3 separate regions of the Delphinus delphis genome follow, and all the other regions are linked to region 2. The links are chromatin contacts, called in public Hi-C maps. All regions are on one chromosome and are shown on one strand. Each heading gives the region's core, a stretch centred on a gene start, on an enhancer-like site or on the middle of the called end of the contact. The rest is flanking DNA. Distances are from core to core; before and after follow the strand shown.

Region 1 (2,841 bases), core at 245-2,744, 230 kb before region 2:
CATGCCGCAGAGCAGCTAAGCCCATGGGCCACAACTGCTGAGCCTGGGCTCTAGAGCCCGCAGGCCACGACTACTGAGCCCACGTGCCACAACTACTGAAGCCCGCGTGCCTAGAGCCCCATGCTCCGCAGCAAGAGAAGCCACCACAATAAGCCCACGCACCACAATGAAGAGTAGCCCCTGCTCGCCGCAGCTAGAGAAAGCCTGCGTGCAGCAACGAAGCCCCAATGCAGCCAAAAATAAAATTAATTAATTAAAAAAAAAGGAAAGAAATTCTTTGGGCAGGGTGTGGAGACAGCCACCAATAACTGCTTCAGTTACCACTAGTGGATTGATGTCCTGGGCCCCATGAGGTTTACACCTATTAGTGAAACCCAACAGGGGGATTTGCTTGGACAAGAAGCAGTAAAACTAAAGCTGCTGTGTCTGTATTGGCAGTAAACTACCCCATGACGCGGATGCCTTCTGATTGAGGTCTGTTACTTTATCGTGTTCCTAAACTGGCTCATTATCAGAAACAGCTGTTATAAAAATCAGATGCCTGAGACTCATTTCAGACCCGATGAATCCAATGTCTGGGCAGCTGGGTTTTGTTTGCTTTTTTTCTTTTTAAGCTCCTCAGTGCTGCTGGATAGCTTGTTTTTTCTTTCCTGAAAATGTTTCAGGAATAGGATTACATTTCTTTTCAGGGATAGTAATTTAAACAAGTTTTGTAAAAAGAGTACCTATGATTTTGATAATATGTCGCCACACTTATTTGCTTTTTTCTTATGACTTAGTTTTCTCTTTGAAGGAGATGCGTTTCCCCTCTTGGTTCTGATCTTTTCATTACAGCTGCAAGTAGGTAGATACTAGAGACGTGGAGAATTGACACGAGCGCCCTGTAGCTCTTCAGTCAACAAATATTGAGTGTCCTGCGGTGAATGTGTAAGACCCAAAGGCCCGGCCAACAACTGGGAGGGTGCAGAAGTGCAGGGATTGACAGTAGAATAAAGAAAGGTAAAGTGGAAAAAAACAGAATGCTGTAGTGGGAGGATTAGGGACCAGATGGTTGCATTTGTTCATTGAACATCCTTGAGCAACAGAGTTATAACCACGAATAATCCGCAACCCCTGGCCCCAGGGAAGCACGGGTCCGAGAAAGGTAACACTTTCAACCGGAACCAACCACTGACACTTCAGTGTGAACTGGGACAAGAGCCCTTTTCCCACAGGTGGGAGAAGAGAGAGCGGGCGGAGCGCGGTGAGGACTGCGTTGGAGCGAAGGAAGGACCGCCCCTTCCCCTCTAACTGATCTAAGGGCCCGCCCCGACCCCGGACCTCAAGGCGAGAACCATCCCGTCATCACAACAGCCTCCTCCCGCCCCTCCCACCCGCTCTCACTTTGCTGTGTCCCGAGAGGGGAGGGGCGGGGCCAGCTCGCCGAGTCCACACTCCCGCGAGAGCGCCCAGTCCCGCGGGCTGCGCACGCGCAGACCCAGCACGCCTGCGCCTCAGGCCCGGGCACTCTGCCGCGAGCGCTGGGAATGTTTGGCGTTACCAAGGAGCCGCTGGTCCCCCCGGCAAGGCGGGAGGACCAAACCCGACCGAGGTGGCCGCGGCGAGAGCGGCTGCGATGATGTCCAACCCAGTGCATGGCCTGCCCTGTCTCCCGGGCATGTCCTTTAAGGACTCCACGGTGAGGACTTCTCTGTCCAACCCCCTGCCCCCACCCCCGGGCGGCCTCGGAGGGCTTGCAGCTGCTCGAAAGATTGCGTCTCCCTTCTCGTCCGCTCGAGTTTGTCCTCTTTCCCTTCAAACCCGTCCCTCTGCCCCAACCTTGTTCTCTTTTCTCCCTCACCCAGCCTCACCCTCCCTGTCCCATTTTGCCCTCCGCCCATCCCTCTCTAGTTTTTCCACTCCACCCTGGCAGTGCGTTGGCCTCCCAGCGTTCTTACTTGCTGCTCTCCTCAAGCCTCTGCCTCCTCTAGATCACTGATTTCCCCGCCTTGCTCCCGAGCTCTCCCTCGGTCCTCTCCCTAGCTCATTCTCCCACCCCATACCCTTCTCTGATGAGCTCCACCCTTAAACCCTCCCTCCTAGTCTGGGCCCTTTCCCCGACTCAGCCTCTCTACACCTTCATCCTTATTTCCACAGCCCCATCCCACCCACTCTCCCCAGGCCTATCGTTCCCGCCCGCGTTCTTCCTCTTCTGAATCCTAGACCTAGTAAGCGCCCCCGCTCCCAGCTGCATTTCCTGTCTTATTTACCACTTCCACCCATTGGCTTCTTTCTGCCAGGTCCTTTATTGCAGTCTCCTCCCTTCTTACTTATGCGTCTACCACACCTCATCCCTTTTCTACAGTCTGGTCCCACCTTCACCCTGTTCCTGTTTAACCTTCTTTCCCAGTTGTTCTTTCTCCAAAAGATAGGCTTTCAGCACTTGGCCGTCTTCCTCCCAAACCATCCTCAGGTGCTTTGTAGGAGATAATTCCACATAAATTCCCTCCACTACTGTTGATTCGTTGCTGTTTTTTCTTCTCCTAGCCCTTTTCTTTTCGCTTTAACATTTTTATAAAAGATTCCTATTTAGATTTTGTTTCACTCTTCCCCTACTTTGTGTTTTTAGTTGCATCCTGTAGACAAAATTGAAGAGAAAAAAAAATAGGCTTGTGTTTTTTTTCTCTGACATAGTTTAGCCCTTGACAAAATTATTATTTAATTCTGAAATTTCAGGGTTACTGAAATATATGTTGGAATATCAACATTAAGATTCAGTAGGCCGATAGGCTGATTATCAGAGATGAAACGATAATAATTTATATTTATATAGTTTAATAATTTAAACTATAAGTTCCTCTC
Region 2 (3,034 bases), core at 157-2,656:
CAGGCACTGGGGTCCAGGGGGAAGTTATTTACTTGGGGGGGGGGCTCGTATTAGTTAAAGACACTGAGGCATCCCAAGAGGGTTTTTGGTTTTATTCAGGTTAGGGAAAGTGTCCTGGGAGTCTGTGGGGAGGGGGGGGGGAGAGAGAGAGAGAGACAGAGTGAGAGCATGCACCCGCAAAGGTGCCAGCATGCCCTGAGGTAAGGATGGGCAAAGAAGGGGATGAGAAGGAGAGCTGGGAGAACCTGGAGCCAAAGTTCAGGATACCACTTCCTCCATCCACATTCTGGCACCTGCCATCAACTCTCCTGTGAATCTCCCAGAACCCTATTTCCTTATGCCCACCTTAGACTTCTCATCTTAGATAGTCTCATTGCTTCCTTGAAGCACTTTTAAACACAAAGAATAGATTCAGCAAATTTCACAAGATATATATTCTTAAGATTTCTTTCTTTTTTAATTTTAAGAAATTCTATTATTCCCAGCCCCACGGCACCCCTAGAGCTGCTTGATAAGCCCTAGGTGACAGCCTTCTTCAAATCTCTGAAGAGCTATTATATAAGGAAGAGGGTTGGAGTTACTGTCAGTGGCCTGGAAGGCAAAACTGGAGTGAGATGAGAAGTTGTAGCCAGGATGCAGGATTCCAGATCAATTTAAGGTTCATCCCTGAGAACGTATTATTCTGGAACGAAAGATGATTTAAAGTGCCTTTCAATTCTGGCACTCTGTACCTTTCCCCTTCAGGTACTTAAGTCCAGCAAATCCTGGGCTTGAAGTATGAAACCGGGATCCTGGTCTCCCCACCACATCTAGATGCCTTCGTAGATGGTGCGGTGTAATAAAGGGTGCTCGGGCTTTGAAACCAGACAAACTCGGGCTCTAGCCTTTGCACCCTGTGGAGTTGAGTCTGTGGACAACGAAATCCCTTCGCCTCTCTGAACCTTACCTCCCTCCGCTGAAAATGGGGACAATCTGGTGGAGAGTATGTAAAACGCCTGGGTTGCTGGAGAGGTCCCACAAACGTCCCTTAAATATTGAAGGAACTTCTTCAACGGTTAAAAATCTTTCGCCATCTGGAATCCCTGGTACACCCAGGCCTACTCCTTGCGAATGCATGTCACTCCAGGTCCGTCCGGCAGGAGGCACCAGACCCGAGTCCCGGGATCAGGGCCAGGACCAAAAGCCGGGTCGCCGAAGCGAGTGGCCGGGTCCGGAGCGAGTGACCAGGTGTGGCCGCCGCCTGGGATGCTACAGTACAGGCGCTGAAAGTGGTAGAGCCGACTAACCTCCACGGCGCCCGGCGGGCGTGGGCGGGACAGGGCTGAGCTGCAGTGGAAGGAGTGCCGCGCATGCGCGCGCGAGGGGCGGAGGCGGGGGCGGTGCCTCTCGGAATCAGCGGCCCCACCCAGTACTGGGAGGTAACGCGCAGAGTAGAAGGCGCAGGCGGCGGGGTCAGCTTCCCTTCTCCAGGTACGAAGTTTTCCCGCACCTAGCTCCCGACTTTGCTCTTTTCAGCCGCGGAGACAGCTCGGGGCTGCAGGTGAGCTGTACATCTCGCAATCGAGACTTTCCTGCCCGTAATTTTCATGCATCGGTGCAGAAATAGGCAGTTAAAGACGCAGAGAACCTTGGGAGGATTTTGCAGGGGGTGGAGTCTGTTCTCCCGGGGAATCGCTTCTCTCCTCCTCCTGGGAATTGCTGGAGTTTCTTCCTTCCGCGGTCCTGAATCTCCCACCTGTTCTCCTTCCTACCTTCCTAGAGCTAAGGAGAGATGGGGAAGAGGGTGGGGCTCTTGGACCATCTAGAAATGCTTGGCAGGGTTTTAAACCTTCCCAGCACCATCCAGACTTCACTCGAAAATGTGTCTTTCGAGCCTCAAGGAGTTCAAAGGTAGGTAATTATTGATACTCAGCATGTGAAAATGCTTTTTATATAATAGCTTACGGGAAATCTGTTAGTGGTTTCCCCAAATTTTGGAGGGCTAAGGGCAAGGCAGGGCCCCTTCATCTGGTATTGTGCGTTGTGCAGTAAATCATTTTGCTGCATTGCACCCAAGATGCTTTCTGGCCTTTCCAAGGGCTGGGCATAGCGTTTGCGATGGGAACACGTGATGCTTCGTACCCACGCCCAACCCGCCCTTGTTAACGCAGCCTCTGGCTTTCCTGTGTGATTCTGAGCAGGACATACGGTCCTGCCACGGAAAAGGAGCACCAGAGCTGATTGCCTTTTGTTTGAATTTTCGCTGTAAGCACGAAACTTCTTACAAGGATTGAGAATAGATTTATTTTGCCTCCTTAGAACAACACTCAGTTCACTAAGGCGATGGAAGGGCTTTTTCCTGGCACTAGAGCTATACCGAGGGTAGGTCAGTTACGTAATGTCTTAAGGCAGAAGTTATTCCTTTGGTTCACTTACTCATTCACTCAGCAGGCATTTACTAAGCACCTGCCTAAGTGCTCGGTAGTGGGCTTGGTGCTGTGAGGAAGACAAGATGAATTGAACCTGAGCTTAGTCCTCAAGGAGCTTGACTGGCCCAGAGGAGAGAGCAGCTCAAGGGAAGTAAGTCTACACCAGGTAGAAGGGATGGGGCCCCAAGAGAGGGTCAGAGGAAGAACTGGGGGACTCGGAGGAGGGAGAAGAACCAGCCTTCCACCCCAGGTGATTAACTTAAGGAGAGAATTAGGTCCCTCAATTACTACCTGATGAGGAGTGATCTCTCTCATAAGCTTCACATCTCTGTGGAAGGGTGCTTCCTGACTGTGTGTTGGGCATCTCAGACTGATTATGTTTAAGTTGGGCTCCATCATTCCAGGGCACCCCCCTCCTGCCCCCACCACACACCTGCTGCTGTTCCATTGTTCCCTGTCTCAGGGAACAGCATCAAGGCTCCCCTCTTCCTAGTGGTCCAAGCCAGAGGCTTATCCCCCCTGCTCCCTCCCCACACCTGGGCTTGTTGAGTCAACCTCCTGACCTCTCACATCTGTCCACCTCGCTCCACCCTCATTTCTCCAGGCCAGGCCACCATCATCCCTTG
Region 3 (3,256 bases), core at 442-2,941, 140 kb after region 2:
GTGGATACTGACCTAAAATTGAAAATTAGTAGCTATGAAACATAACAGCGTTTTAATAAAATAGGTGCTCAATTTATTGATAAAAATACATATTATTTTATTAAACTTTTTTATTTACTAGAATAATAGAAATCATCTGTGCTAACTAAGCATTCAACAAGTTTAATGAAATAGACTCGTTCTGAAAATATTTCAATACCCTATTCCTCATTTGCAAAACTGATCTTTTGTATTCATTAGTCACATATAACATTTTCTTCTATTATAAATCCATACATCTAATCTTTCTCCCGATTTAAATTTCAAAATACAATTTAAAAGAGGTCATTGGGAGGAAAATCATCCTTAACAGACCTAAGCCCTAGTCTCTTTTAAAAACTGAAAACTAGTAAATTTTTAGTCCCCGTTAAACAAGAATGTACTTTTTATAGGTAGCTGACTTAGGATGCAAATGAAAAACCCATCGGAAGGGTGGATTCTAATATTACAAGACAGCAGTTGGGGCTTCCTTATTGTAGCTCACCATTCTGCACCCCTCCCATTTTTTTTCGCCTCTATTTTCTGAAGAAGAATGTACTGCATTACTAAGATCTAAATAAACACAATAAAAGAAAATAATGGATAAGAGATTTAAACTATTGTGAACTCGTGAGAACCACGAGTAGGATCTTGGAAACCTGATGACTATTAGTACCCCACACCTAGTAGAAACTTTAGAAACTACATAAATGTTTGCTGAATGAAGGTAAGAAGCCCCAAGACTAGGTTTACACAGAGTAGAGAGCATGCAAAATTCAGTATTTAAAACAATGTAAAGTGTGGGAAAATAATACACTGCCTGACAAACAAGAGTGCCTTCTGCGGAAATGAAATCAGGTGTTTGGGCTGTAAGAAGTGGGGTCCGGACGGCAAGTGAGGGCTGGTGCTCTACGCGGAACGGCGGACCACAAATCCCAGGGCGCTGCGGAATCCGTCTCCGCAGGACTCGGGGTTCGGAGCCGTAGAGCCGCAACGTCCTCCCGCGTTGCATGATGGGATCTGTAGTGAGACGGGCGTTGGGGGGGGGGGCTGTTTTCTCTCCTGCCGCTACTCTCCTGAGCGCCTCTTTTCTCAACCTCCAGGACCGTGTCTTTAAAAAGTTTAGTCGTTATAACAGCCTGTGACGATAGTGGAATTTAACTGTCTCCCTGCAATCCCGGAGTGGGACTCTAACCACAGTCGCCGAGGATGGTGTAGTGACCGTCCCGGGCACCCAATTCGATGCCTTCGGGCCGCTTGCCTTAGGGTCTCAACTCTAAATTTGAGTTAAGTCCTGTTCAAGTTTGCGTAAGTTCACTGAGCCGAATACTAGGCTGAGTTTGGCCTTCGGCACCCCGGGCTGACCTCACCCGGGCTGTCCCTCGCGCACACAGAAAGCGCACGTCCCTAGCCCTCCACAGGGAAGTGCGCGGGCAGCGGAGCAGAGCAGCCCACGCGGGCGGCGGCGGGTCAGCACTGCGCATGCTCGCTGCGCCGGCGCAGGTTTCCGCGGCAGGGGTGCATCTACGCTGCGGCGTCCGGGGTCTCCAGCAGGGTCGAGGCTCCGGTGCGCGCACAGTCCTCGGCTTCGGCGGGCCCCAGGCGTCCCTGCGCTCCGCGAGTCCCCGGCCGCCGCCCCAGCGCGCCGCGATCTGGCCCTCTGCCCTGCGAAAATGGCTGCCGTACGCCGGGCCCGCAGTTACTGCCGATGCCTGGTGCGCTTCTCCGACCGAGAACTCTGCTAAGTCCCGTTGCAGCAGACGGCAGGAGTAGACACCGGACTCCCGGGGCACCTCCTCGCGGGGGCGGTGCCGAGGGGCGCCGAGAGCCCCTCGGCCGCGGCCGGCTGGCCCGCCAGCATGGTAAAGCGCCGAGGAGCTCGGGCGGGCGGCGGGCGGGACGGCCCGGGCCTGCGGGGAGCCCCGGGGGACGTGGAGAGGGTGAACCTGCGAGGGTTGGGGGCTGCACGGCTACCACCATACTGGGGCCCTGGCCTGAGGGTGGCGGACAGTGTTAGTCCTGCCCGCTCCCCGGGGTTCCTTCCTGCCGAGCCCCCTAGCTGGGTCTCCAGGTGAGCAGAGCGGGTTTGCTGGACGGCCGAGAATAACGCCTCTCGGCCTGCTGAGGGCATTGAACCGATCTCGTCCCTTTAATAAAAGCGAGCGTAGATTGAGGTGAGCCGTCGCAACATCTGAAAACGGGAGGGAGCCTTGGCAAGTGGAGACACTTGTTGATCGCCGCCCCCCGCCCCTCCAAAACAAAAAGCCTGCCCGTGGAGCCGCCGTTCTGACCCCTTAAGGAGTCCTGGGTTTAGGAGACGCTCGCCCCAGGACGCGGCAGTTCCTGGGGCAGGGTTTTGGCTGGCGGTCCTGGTGGCTTGGGGTTGGAGGGATTTTGTCTCATTTCACAGCAGTGAGGGCCCAAGCAGCGTCAGTGCGGTCCAAATGGAGGAACTGAGCAAAGCTCCAGAAATTGACAAAGCAGATTCCATGGGGCTATTGCGTGTTGGCCTATGTAGTCTCTGCCCCATGCTGCTTTGCTTTGGCTTCAAATAAATTGTCGTTCCGAGAAACTAATCTCTGGCTAAAGTTGAGTGATTCAAGAGTGAAATGATCCCAAACTCATTAGCTTATAGTAGACACCCAAGTGTTTATTTAATACACGAATGGTTGAATGAACTTATTTTATGAAGTCAATTTGGTGAATAGAAAAACACTAATTGACTATGCTTTTAAACTTTCAGAAATAGTTCTCTGACCAGGATTAAGCACTTAACTTTCTGTATTTCATTAGTCCCATGTGTAAAACAGTAAAAGGATGAACACATGAGCTACTCTAGTGAAAGGTGATGTTAGGTCCAACTCAGTTATGAAAAACAAAGGGAAAATTTCTGGATGACAGCCAAAGACCTACTTATTTCAAGTGGTATTTGAGTTGAAGAGCATATGGTAAAACCCCAAATTTGATGGTTCTTGTTATTGTCACCATACTGTCAAAATCGAAGTCTTAGTGGATGAGAGCTCTATTAACACAGCCCAGGGGAGAAGATGCTGTCTGTATTATAGGCTTCCTGTCTCCTTACCTCATCCTTGAGATACGCATTATATATCCTCATGGCATTTTATTTGTTAATTCATTTTTTGGAGCACTTATTATCAGCCTGGCATAGTGCCAGACCTCAGATCTTGATGCCAATGCACTGATTTCTAGCGAAAGAGACGAAATCTCAATACAAGTC

What was found. A called contact is a pair of places that touch in the nucleus more often than the background predicts.
Region 1: a Hi-C map of muscle shows a contact between it and region 2, with 6 times the contacts expected there. The contact joins the promoter of EFHC1 here to the promoter of TMEM14A in region 2. A contact is called at or near these places in 3 of 3 Hi-C or Micro-C datasets (lung and muscle).
Region 3: a contact with region 2 is called in a Hi-C map of lung, with 4 times the contacts expected there. The contact joins the promoter of FBXO9 here to the promoter of TMEM14A in region 2. A contact is called at or near these places in 2 of 3 Hi-C or Micro-C datasets (lung and muscle).

The regions. Positions count from the first base shown.
Region 1 is chr10:25,639,543-25,642,383 of mDelDel1.2, reverse strand. EFHC1 (EF-hand domain containing 1) reads left to right here and starts at 1,494. Exons shown (of 10, transcript XM_060021679.1): 1 at 1,494-1,678. The coding sequence starts at 1,616.
Region 2 is chr10:25,412,068-25,415,101 of mDelDel1.2, reverse strand. It overlaps TMEM14A (transmembrane protein 14A), which reads left to right and starts at 1,406. Exons shown (of 5, transcript XM_060021668.1): 1 at 1,406-1,540.
Region 3 is chr10:25,276,526-25,279,781 of mDelDel1.2, reverse strand. FBXO9 (F-box protein 9) reads left to right here and starts at 1,691. Exons shown (of 13, transcript XM_060021658.1): 1 at 1,691-1,880. The coding sequence starts at 1,878.